Regions from separate parts of the Sus scrofa genome. Here region 1 is linked to region 2. The links are chromatin contacts, called in public promoter capture Hi-C maps. All regions are on one chromosome and are shown on one strand. The core of a region is the stretch at or near the end of the contact, and the rest is flanking DNA. Distances in the headings are between cores, read along the strand shown.

Region 1 (5,415 bases), core at 165-2,664, 85 kb after region 2:
CAGGTCAGCGGCAACAGCTCTGACTAGACCCCTAGCCTGGGAACCTCCACATGTCATGGGTGTGGCCCTAAAAAGACAAACAAAAACAAAAAAAGCCTTTAGAGTAGGCAGAAGAAAAGGCTAGGAAATTTTTGTTGGAAGAGCATGAGCCACTCTTCTTTAATAACTGCAGTTTGTAGCTGGGGGAGAGGAGGCTGTACTGGGGCAGAAGGTGTTATGTTGTGATCGTAGCAAGTTACTTATCTGTTAATTTGCCGAAACCTTCGGCATGCGGAAGTTCCTGGGCCAGGGGTTGAACCTGCACTACAGCAGCAATCAAGTCTTTGATAACCCGTAGTCTGGAGAAAATCACTGATAACATGTTAGTCTTCTTCCCAGAGGTAGATTTTTGTGTGTAATTGTCACCTTCCTCATTTTCTTGTGTATTGTCTCACCCCTCAGGTTAGGTGCTGAGCAAGTTGCTGTATGATTTTAAAATATTTTAATGCACTATATACTATTTTAATATGCTAAAAATGTCTGAAACCAGTTCCTATGTCTGACTATTTTGCTTATTCCCCAGCCTCTATTATGAGTAGTACTGTGGGGAGTGTTCATGTTTGAAATCATTGCATTCGAGGTTTATTCCCCCAGCTCAGTCCTCTAAGTGAGTTAGAAGGTATGAACCTTTTTACGGTTTTCATGCAGACTGCCAAGCTGCCTTCCGGAATCCAGCCAGCAGTTTGTAATACCACCTGCATGCATCGCGGTCCTCACGCTGGGTGTTAAAATCTTTGCTGGAGTTCCCGTCGTGGCGCAGCGGTTAACGAATCCGACTAGGAACCATGAGGTTGCGGGTTCGATCCCTGCCCCTGCTCAGTGGGTTAACGATCCGGCGTTGCCGTGAGCTGTGGTGTAGGTTGCAGACGCGGCTCGGATCCCGCGTTGCTGTGGCTCCGGCGTAGGCCAGCGGCTACAGCTCCGATTAGACCCCTAGCCTGGGAACGTCCATATGCCAAGGAAGTGGCCCAAGAAAAATAGCAAAAAGACAAAAAAAAAAAAAAAAAAAAAAATCTTTGCTAATCTCCTAGAAATTTTTTGCCTTATCTTACGATGTAATGGTTAGGAGCATAGACTCCAGTGTCGTTCAGACCTGGAGTCTTGTCCTTGTTCTCCCTCGGCGCTCTTGATTAAATCGAGTCATAATACAGGCAGTGTAGACTAGTGCTTGACAGGTCTCTGGAGCTCTTGAAGTAGGACCTCGGCACTGACGCAGAAGAGGTGGGGCGGGGCGGAGCCAGCCCTGGAGCGGCCAGTCACGAGTCGAAGCGGCGATGCCACGCCCTCTCAGGGCTCCCTCTTAAAAGGGCAAAAGGCACGGGGAGGTCCCGTAGGGCCGCTCCAGACCCCCACTGTTGGAGTCCTTTGCACTTTGGGGCGGGCTTTGAGTGGGCGGGGCCTACGTTCCGCCGTCCAGTGCCTCCACCCGGCGCAGTCCCCGCGGTGGGCCCCGAAGGCCTGCGCGGCTCCTTTAAGAACTCGCGGGTCTGACGCCGGAGGTCGCGGCGTTCTTTCGGAGCTGCGGGCCGAGTGCCCTCCACAGCTCAGGCCAGAATCCACGGCCATGAAGTTACTGCGGGCGGGTTTAACCCTAGCGCTGGGCGCCGGGCTGGGTGCAGCCGCCGAGGGCTGGCGGCGGCAGCGGTGGGACGCACGGGAGGCGCCCGGTTTGCTAAGCCGGCTCCCCGTGCTGCCCGTGGCGGCGGCGGCCGGGCTTCCCGCCGTGCCCGGGGCCCCGGCGGGCGGCGGGCCCGGCGAGCTCGCCAAGTACGGGCTGCCTGGGGTAGCGCAGCTGAAGAGCCGCGAGTCTTATGTGCTGTGTTACGACCCGCGCACCCGCGGCGCCGTGTGGGTGGTCGAGCAGCTGCGGCCCGAGCGGCTCCGAGGCGACGGCGACCGCCGCTCTTGTGACTTCCATGAGGACGACTCAGTGCATGCGTACCACCGCGCCACCAACGCCGACTACCGCGGCAGCGGCTTCGACCGCGGCCACCTCGCCGCCGCCGCCAACCACCGCTGGAGCCAGAGGGCCATGGACGACACCTTCTACCTAAGCAACGTCGCGCCCCAGGTAGCGCCTGGGCCCCTCGCCCCTGCGGCGGAAGGCGAGGCCACCCACTGCGCGCCTTCGAGCCTCAGGCTCTCTGCAAAGCGGGAAAGCTGCCGAGGGTGCGCCTAGGTCAGGCGCCTGGCGAGTCACACCGCGCCGCAGGCGGGAGGGACCGAGGGATGGGGCGCTGAGCATCCACTCTGCACTCTGATCTTAACCCCCGGGGGCCTCCCAGATCTTCAGTTTCCTTGTCTGTAAAATGGGGATAAAACGGTTACTCACCTACCCCTTGCAGTAGCGCTGAGGAACTGAAAACACCATTCAGGTACAGAAAAGTACTGAGCACGCTTCCTGGCCCATGGCAAGCGGTCAGTACCAGCTATCATGAGGAAAGCGAGTCTCAGACACCGAGTGACCGGCCCAGTGTCACATGAGGGAGGAGACCCAGGCAGTCTGTCTAGAGGAACCTGAGCTTTCATCCATTGTCCTATCTGCCTTCCTTCCAGGAGTGACAGCAAAGATCCCTGCAGGCACTGGGTGTTCGTAACAGTCACTGTGCACCCTGGACTAGCTGCCCACCTCTAGCCGTGTTCCCATCCTGGCCTGACACGCATGTGAGGACGGATGTCAGGCTCTGATGAAGCTGTAGGGTCAGCTGTAGCCTCTGACCTGACTTGTGACCTCTCAGGAGCACTGTGCCCTCCCGGTTTGATTAGACACTGTCTGAGGACCAGAGGGTTCAGGTTCTGGAGCAGACTCATGACCTTCCCGGCTGGGCTCTGCCTGTGGATCAGTTGAGGGAAAAGGCAAGGAGAGGTGCCCAGAGAGCTGGTCTTCCCATGAGGCCCTGGGGGCGGGGCCGGCCTATTTCTGGAAGATCTGCCCCTTTCCTTCATATGGCTCTTTGGAGCCAAGAGACATTTGTGAGTCCTGGGATGCTTGTTCGGCCCTTCTAGATGGGGTTATGCTGGCAACCCCTCGAGCTCTACCTGGGCTCCACCCTCATGACCATGTGGCCCAGGTGTCTTTCCATCCATGAATCTGTTTCCTCTGCTTGTCCTCACCTCTCCCCTGCCCCCCCCACCCTGGAATCTTCTGGCTTGGTGCCAATGCCCCACCCTCAGGGCCTGGAGCAGCCCTCTGACAGCCTTGCAAGTGTCCCGGCCAGTCTCACTGAGGCCCACCTCTCCTGCCAGGTGCCACACCTCAACCAGAATGCCTGGAACAACCTGGAAAAGTACAGCCGCAGCCTGACCCGCACCTATCAAAATGTCTATGTCTGCACAGGGCCGCTCTTCCTGCCCAGGTAAGGTTAGACCTGGGGACACCAGCACTGCCCACTCATCCCTTCCTGATGCCCCCAGGCTTTTTATCCACACCACCAGGTCTCGTGGAGTTCCCGCTGTGGCACAGTGAGTTAGGACTGACTGCAGTGGCTTGGGTTGCTGTGGAGGCACAGGTTCAATCCCCAGCCCAGTGCAGGGGGTTAAAGGATCTGTGTTGGGAGTTCCCATTGTCACTCAGCAGGTTCCAAACCGACTAGTATCCATGAAGATGTGGGTTCAATTCCTGGCCTCACTCAGTGGGTTAAGGATCTGGTGTGGCTGTGGCATAGGCCGGCAGCTACAGCTACAAGTTGACCCCTAGCCTGGGAACCTCCATAGGCTGCAGGTGCAGCCCTAAAGAAATCATTTGGCTTCTCAGCATGTCTGCCCCTCCCTGCCTCAGGCCCTCCCAGTTGTACTCCAAGGTCGGAGGCCAAACCCACCTACCCACCTAGACCCCGTGTCCTCTGCCCCTGGGCACCAGGCCCCAAATCTGCCCCTGCTCCTTTCTGGGTCTTCAGTGGTCCCATCCACTCAACTGTGTCCTGCCCAGACTGAAACCCTTGCGAGAGGCGCTCACCTTCACTCTCCTCTGCTTGGAGCAACCCCCCCCCCGCCCCTCGCTTCCCCTGGAGCCCGGCTTTGAACTCCATGTCCCTAACCCTTGTCCCCCCACAGCCCAGCCTCCCCCAGGTAGAAGGGACCAAGCTCCTCTGGGCTCGCTCGGTGACTTTTCTGGCCTGCTGAGGGCTTGGGACCAGTGAGGCGAGAGGTTGTGGCCAAGCAGCTGGCTGTGCCTGGGATGGACTCTGGGCCCTGCCACCTGGTCTCTGGGTGCCCTGGACAGGTGACCTCCACCTTCTCTCCTGTAAGATGGGGATAATGCCTGCTACCTACATAGCAGGTGTTTAAGGGACAAAGTGGGTGTCACCCACTTTAAGGGAGGGAGGATGCCACCTCAGGAAGGCTCACCGTGGGCTTGCTGAGGCGGTGGCTGGGGCACAGATCCTCTTTAATGAGCCAGGGCCTCCCCTGGTCCATGGTCATGGAGCAGACTCTGGGGAGGGTCAGCCTGAAGTTGCCCATCCCACATTCCGGGCACCTGTCATGCCCCAGGCCTCTGCTGGTGCCAGGGATTCAGCCGTCACAGCTCTGCTCCCTTGGCGCTCACTCGCCACCAGAAGAGACGGTCAATCATCAGGTGTCCACACGGATGAATGTGGATGTTTCTTTCTGCAGTGTTTATTGTCACCACACACTCTGGCTGACCCAGTGCTGGGTGTGAGGGAAGCAGGAGAAGAAGCACGTCTACCCAGCAGGAAGCACCCAGCCTCCTGGGGGAGCCAAGCCCGGGGCCAAGAAGCCTCACTCTGTAGGGGCGGTCCTGCAGGTCCAGTCAGGGAAGGCTTCCTGGAGGTGGAGGCCCTTGGTCAGACCAAGCTCCCTGGGAGCGCTGAAAGGCCATGTATGTCTGGGTCTGCCCACAGGACAGAGGCTGACGGGAAGTCCTATGTGAAGTACCAGGTCATTGGCAAGAACCACGTGGCGGTGCCCACCCACTTCTTCAAGGTGCTGATCCTGGAGGCAGCAGGCGGGCAGATCGAACTCCGCTCCTATGTGATGCCCAACGCGCCCGTGGATGAGGCCATCCCGCTGGAGCGCTTCCTGGTGCCCATCGAGAGCATCGAGCGGGCCTCGGGGCTGCTCTTTGTGCCGAATATCCTGGCCCGGACGAGCAGCCTTAAGGCCATCACTGCCGGCAGCAAATAAGGGCCGCCCCAGCCAGACTGTGGGGTCCTGGGGACCAGGTTGAATGAAAGGTATTTATTTTTGGAGACAAGTCTTAGCTGTGTCTGTTCCGGGTGACCTGTGGGACCCTCTGGCTCCACTGCTGCTCCCTGGCCATCCTGGGCCCGACAGAACCTTCAGCTGGGCCGGGCACCTGCCTGGGTGAGGCCAGGCTGCAGGGCGGCCAGGGAGATGAGGATGGCTTCCTGGAAG
Region 2 (5,643 bases), core at 3,078-5,577:
AAAAAACAGTAGTCACTTGAAATGTGAAGTTTTTTGAAATGTGAAGTTTTCTGGTTCAGAAAATCACAGCTTACACAAACTTTTTATGTGCTAGTGAGATTATAGCACTGCAAGATACTAAAGTTTCATAAGGTTTATATTGGGAGATGTGGTCAAGAAACAGCCCTGAAGCTAATTGACTCCCAGTTATAGAGACCACCTTCTAGAGCTCTGTAAATCTGAAGGAGTGTGAGATCTGTGAGGCTGTGAGACAGCAGGAGGGCAAGCTTAGTGTACTGGAAAATGGCTGCAAAGGAGATGGTGCACTTTGTTCACAACTGCAACAGTTTGGGGGCTGGCCCTTGGGCAAGTATGTTTTGGAAAGTGCTAGGTGAATGTCTAAAGCCCCTTTTGTACAAGGGCATTTAAAAGCAAAAGAGCAAATAGTGGCTGTTGTAGTTTCTCTGGGACATCCTCTTCCAAAGCTGTGCCATACCCTGCTTGTGAGGGGAACTTAAATAAGAAATGGGGCATAGGGGACAGAAGCTTGTGATGTGTCTTCATTTAGTTTCAAAATGTCAAGGAGTACTCAGCAATTGAGATTGTTCAATGATGTATTGATTTTTTAAAAGACTTAATCTGTGCCCCCTGCCCTCCATGGTAGGTTCTGGAATGTAGCGTTTAAATGTCTGTGGAGTACCTTACTTTGTCGGGCTGAAAAATTTGCTTTACATTGACCTGCTTTTCACTTTGTTGGCTGGGAACTAAAAGGTATGAGTTTGTGACTTCATTCTTGGGAGTTTGGGGGCTTCAGAGGATTGTACAATTATGTTTCTGTGGCTTTTTTTTTTTTTTTTTTTTTTTTTTAGGGCCACACCCATGGCACATGGAAGTTCCCGGGCTAGGGATCAAATTGGAGCTGTAGCTGCTGGCCAATGCCACGGCCACAGCAAGGTGGGATCTCAGCGGAGTTTGCAGACGATACCACAGCTCACAGCAACGCCGGATCCTCAGCCCAATGAGTGAGGCCAGGAATCAAACCTGCATGCTCATGGATACTAGGGTTTGTTACTGTTGAGTCGTGACGGGAACCCCCATAATTTGGTAGTCTTCATCATTACTGCTTTATAATACTGCAGGTTTATAACAGGTTTGGTTTCTCTGTCCCTCCCCCCCCTTTTTAGGTTAGATTTTATGAATGCTTTCTAGGCAAGGCAAGAATGGAATTCTGTTGCAAAGAAAATGAAGATTTTCAGGATTTCCTGATGATTGAGACAAGCTCTTCAGGAGATTAATTAATAGCAAATTATTCCAGTTATTTAAAAAGCACGACATCTTGGAGTTTCCATCGTGGCTCAGCAGTCAGTGAACCTGACTAACATCCATAAGGATGCGGGTTCAATCCCTGGCCTTACTCAGCGGGTTAAGGATCTAGCTTTGCTGTGCCTCTGGTGTAGGCTGGCAGCTACAGCTCTGATTGGACCCCTAGCCTGGGAACCTCTATATGCCACAGGTATGGGCCTAGAAAGACAAAACACAACATCGCATTTTGAAGTTTATCCTCTGCCCCAGCAGTAACCTTTTTGTATAGGTGGCTGTACTTAATGAAGACATAAAAGTTTACTTTTTTTTTTTGCTATGCCCATGACATGTGTAAGTTCCTAGGGCAGGGATCAAACCTGAGCCGCTGCAGTGACAGTACTGGGTCCTTAAAACCTGCTGTGCTACCAGAGAAGTCCAAAAAGTTTACTTAGTGGTGACCCTGAGGGAAAAAGGAGTATAGTTTTGTGATTAGAATAAGAATCGGGAGAACTTAATGGAGTTGCCACTGTGGTGCAGTGGTTTAGGAACCCAGCTGCAGGCAGGGACTCATGTTGCTGTGGAGGCTCAGGTTCAATCCCCAGCCTCTTGCAATGGCTTAAAGAATCCAACTTTGCATAGGTTGTAGCTGAAGCTCAAGATTCAATCCCTGGCCCAGGAACTAACATGCCTAGGGTGTGGCCATTAAAAAAAAGACTTTTTAAAGTGGAGGGTGTGTGCCAACCTTATTAGTTGGGGATGTGTACTCAGATATGGTCCAAGTGAGACAAATCTAAAGGTAGATGGATTGATGTTTGCAAAACTGAGAAGGACAAAAATGTGTATACAAGGGTGTAAATGTTTCCTTATGTGTCCTGGGACAGATCCTTTCAGGTTGATTTTGACAGTTTTAACAGCCTGTTAGCCAGAGTTGGTTTGTGCTGTTCACTATCCACTGGACGTTGAACACGAACATGAACTTAAGTTTTCCTTAGAATTAAAATTCCATAAAGTACCATTGCCATCAGACATGTAAGATGCACCTGTCTGGGAGCTCCCTTGTGGCTCAGGGGTAACAAAAACAACTAGTATCCTTGAGGTTGTGGGTTCAATCCCTGGCCTCACTCAGTGGGTTAAGTATCCGAGTTGTGATGAACTGTGGTGTGGGTCGTAGATAAGGCTCAGATCCTGTGTTGCTGTGACTGGTAGGCTGCTAGCTGCAACTCCAATTTGATCTAGGAAGGCTGGGATCATGTGACCCTAAAAAGAAAAAAAGATACAGATCTCTGGTCAGACTCATCCATCAGCCCAGGGTTCTAGGTTTGCCCAGCTCGGGGTTCCTTAGGACAGATGGATGTTTCTGCTTCTGAACTCTTTTTTTCCTTAGTGGCCAGTGAGCCGGTGAAAACACTTCACAGCAGAGTTGAGAAGTCATTGAGCTCTACGTAATTAAGCTTTCTGGTTGTGGGATTGGATAAGTGATCCTCAAGACAGGAAATAGAGGCCCTCCCAAAAGGGGGAACTTTACTCATTAGATTCATGTTCTTAAAATCTTACAACCTACAGTCAGAACCCAAAGATAGTCTTTTTACCACCAAGTTATTTCTTAACATTCAGCTATGGGCAGCTTGGTAACTCCCACTTAAAAGAGCCTACTGTATGCCTGACTAGCTTACTAAGTGTTAAATATCTAGCCTTCAACAACCCTGGTTTGTATGTGTATATAAAAGTGTCACACTTGCCTCTGATTGTAAAATTGTCATGTGCCCCATTGAGCTAACTTGCCTTTGCATTTGTGTGTGCACCGCATATGGAGGTTTCCAGGCTAGGGGTCTAATCGGAGCTGTAGCTGCTGGCCTACGCCAGAGCCACAGCAACACCAGATCCAAGCCATGTCTTTGAACTGCACCAGAGCTCGCGGCAGCTCTGGATCCTTAACCCACTGAGTGAGACCAGGGATGGAACCTGCATCCTCATGGATGCTAGTCAGATTTGTTTTCACTGAGCCACGAAGGGAACTCCTGCTTTTGCATATATTGATGTCTCTTGGTTGACTTCCCATTGCAGGACAACTCCAGGATTGCCCAGGCTTTGCCGATCTCACGTTCCAGTCCACTGTGCAGGAGGTGGTCATGGCAGAACAAAGTGGATCTGCCATGGCTACCTCCTGTAAGAGTGCCGGGGACACCTCTTCCAAGTCAGCAAATAAGCCACCTTCAGTATTTGACCCTTACTCACTTCCAGCCCCTTGGATGAGGCTCCTTCCAGTGAAGTCCTGGCACAACGTGCTGGAAGTAAAGAACCAGGGTCCCCTACATAGGCAACCCATTGCCAGGATGCCTAGTTACTTTTCTGAGATGGCTTTTCCTCAGTGTGTAAAAGTGCCTCCTGTTTACATAGCATAGTCTGAACCACTAAACCGGAAGGCTCCAGTCTAGCCAAGTGATGGGGCAGGAGTCCTGCGAGATTTTTGGGTTTTTTTTTTTTGTCCTTTTAGGGCCACACCTGCGGCATATGGAGGTTTCCAGGCTAGGGGTTGAATCGGAGCTGTAGCCGCCGGATTACACCAGAGGCACAGCAACTCGGGATCCAAGCCACGTCTTCGACCTACACCACAGCTCACGGCAACGCTGGATCCTTAACCCACTGAGCAAGGCCAGGGATCGAACCCACAACCTCATGGTTCCTAGTCGGATTTGTTAACCACTGAGCCACGACGGGAACTCCTGGATTCATTTGTAATTTGGTATAATTTGAGAATTTATTTTCCAACAATTATGTTCTTACAGTGACTATAGACAGGGAGCAACAGGATTAGCCCATTTTACACCAGTGACTGCGGGGTAAAAAAATGACTCGGGGTGGGAGCCAGCGTGCGGTGGGTTCAGAGGAGGAGGAGGCTGACCGGGTCCAGCGTGGACCAGCCACACAGGCACTGCCTGCCCCCAGCTGGCAGGCAGTGCTGTCCCTCCCACCCCCGGGGCCGGCCCCTCTGGGCGCGCGTGGGGCAACTGGAGAACCCCGTCCTGGGAAATAGCCCTTCCTGTCCTTGTATCCCGGGGTCAGTGCCGCACGGAGCGGGAACTGCGGCCGCAGGTGAAGGCCACTGGGCTCCAAATCCCTCCCTCGGGGTCAGGAGTTGGGTCCGGGGCGCGGATCCGGCGCGGCCGAGAGGCGGCGCTCGTCCCAGGTCCCGCGAAGGCCAGCGGACCTCCGGAGGGGGCGCCCGATCCCGCGACTCCGGCGCCGCTTCCCGGGAAGTTTTAAGTTTGAAAGCCCTTGGCGGAGGGGCCGGGGCTTCCGGAACCGGAGTGGTCGAGAGGAGGGGCCGAGCGGCCGCAGCGACGCCATGGAGGAGGGGGCGCCGCCGCAGGTGAACGGCGCCGGGAGAGGACCGGCTGTGGGCGCGGGCCGGGGGGGTGGGGGGAGCCTCATTCACCGCCCCGGGCGCCGCGTGCTCCAGCCGTGTCCCCAGCCCCTCCCTGTGCCCCTTTCCAGCCCCTGCTCTGGGCCCCCCTACACCTTGGCAGGGCAGATCTGAGCACGGGGGTTAAGTCCTACGTGCTTCGTGCCCCCTGGGAACGTCCCCATATCACCTCCGAGTGACTCAGAGCCTCCAGTCAAGCCAGCCCAGGAGCCATTTGAATCTGCAGTCAGGGCCACCAGGGTGGGCCCTAAAGTTTCCCCAGATCGGTTCTTCCAGGTGGGACCGAAAGGCATCCGCTGGAAAAGCAAAAGGGGGGGCCCCAGCGGGCGCCGAGGGACTGGTCCTGGGGGGAGAGGAATGTGTGCGGCAGGCAGAGGGGCCCATCCGGCGTACGAGTGGGGTCCTTCCTAGAACCTGCAAGCCAGGCGGGGAGTGGGGACCGGCGGGGGAGGGGCCTAGCCCGGCGCCCAGGCGGGAACCTTCGGGCACACCGAGGGTTCCAGCCGAAATGGCGAGGAGGAGGCGGGGTTCCTGCCGGAGCTGGCAATAGGTTCGCGGTGGACACAGGGACCAAGGCTGTGTGTCTGTTCTTGGGGAGGGAGAGGTGGAGTTCTAGCCCAGAGCAAACGGGGGTGGGGACGTTGGTGTTCCCGATAGGGCCCAGCCCAGAGGTGTGTGCGCACTTGGCAGGATTCCAGCCCCGAGCAGGCAGGACCCTGGGCTCAGCTAAAGGGTGAGGTGTCCTCAATAAGACTCCTTGAGGGCCCCCACCCCTTGGGCAACTTGCAGGCCTGCGTCTGCCCCCTCCCTCCCCCTTCCTCCGGAGGTCCCTCTGCGTGTTCCAGCAGTGGCTTGTACACATTTTCCGATTTCCTGTTAACCTCCGCCCAGCAGCGGCAGCTGGGTGACTCAGGACCCCGGTGCCGGGCCCCCTGCTC

What was found. Promoter capture Hi-C pulls out the DNA fragments that hold promoters and counts their contacts.
Region 1: a promoter capture Hi-C map of liver shows a contact between it and region 2, with 3 times the contacts expected there. The contact joins the promoter of ENDOG here to the promoter of PKN3 in region 2. A contact is called at or near these places in 2 of 5 promoter capture datasets (fetal liver and liver), 2 of 47 Hi-C or Micro-C datasets (blood and fetal liver) and 1 of 2 datasets of contacts at active chromatin or transcription factors (alveolar macrophages).

Annotation. Positions count from the first base shown.
Region 1 is chr1:269,152,541-269,157,955 of Sscrofa11.1, forward strand. It overlaps ENDOG (endonuclease G, mitochondrial), which reads left to right and starts at 1,415. Exons shown (of 3, transcript XM_003122208.4): 1 at 1,415-2,110; 2 at 3,286-3,395; 3 at 4,902-5,249. The coding sequence starts at 1,604. The coding sequence ends at 5,184. TBC1D13 (TBC1 domain family member 13) reads left to right here. Exons shown (of 12, transcript XM_021069733.1): 12 at 1-516. SPOUT1 (putative methyltransferase C9orf114 homolog) reads right to left here. Exons shown (of 12, transcript XM_003122207.4): 12 at 4,633-5,408. The coding sequence ends at 5,340.
Region 2 is chr1:269,064,761-269,070,403 of Sscrofa11.1, forward strand. PKN3 (serine/threonine-protein kinase N3) reads left to right here and starts at 4,328. Exons shown (of 24, transcript XM_021069726.1): 1 at 4,328-4,651. The coding sequence starts at 4,628.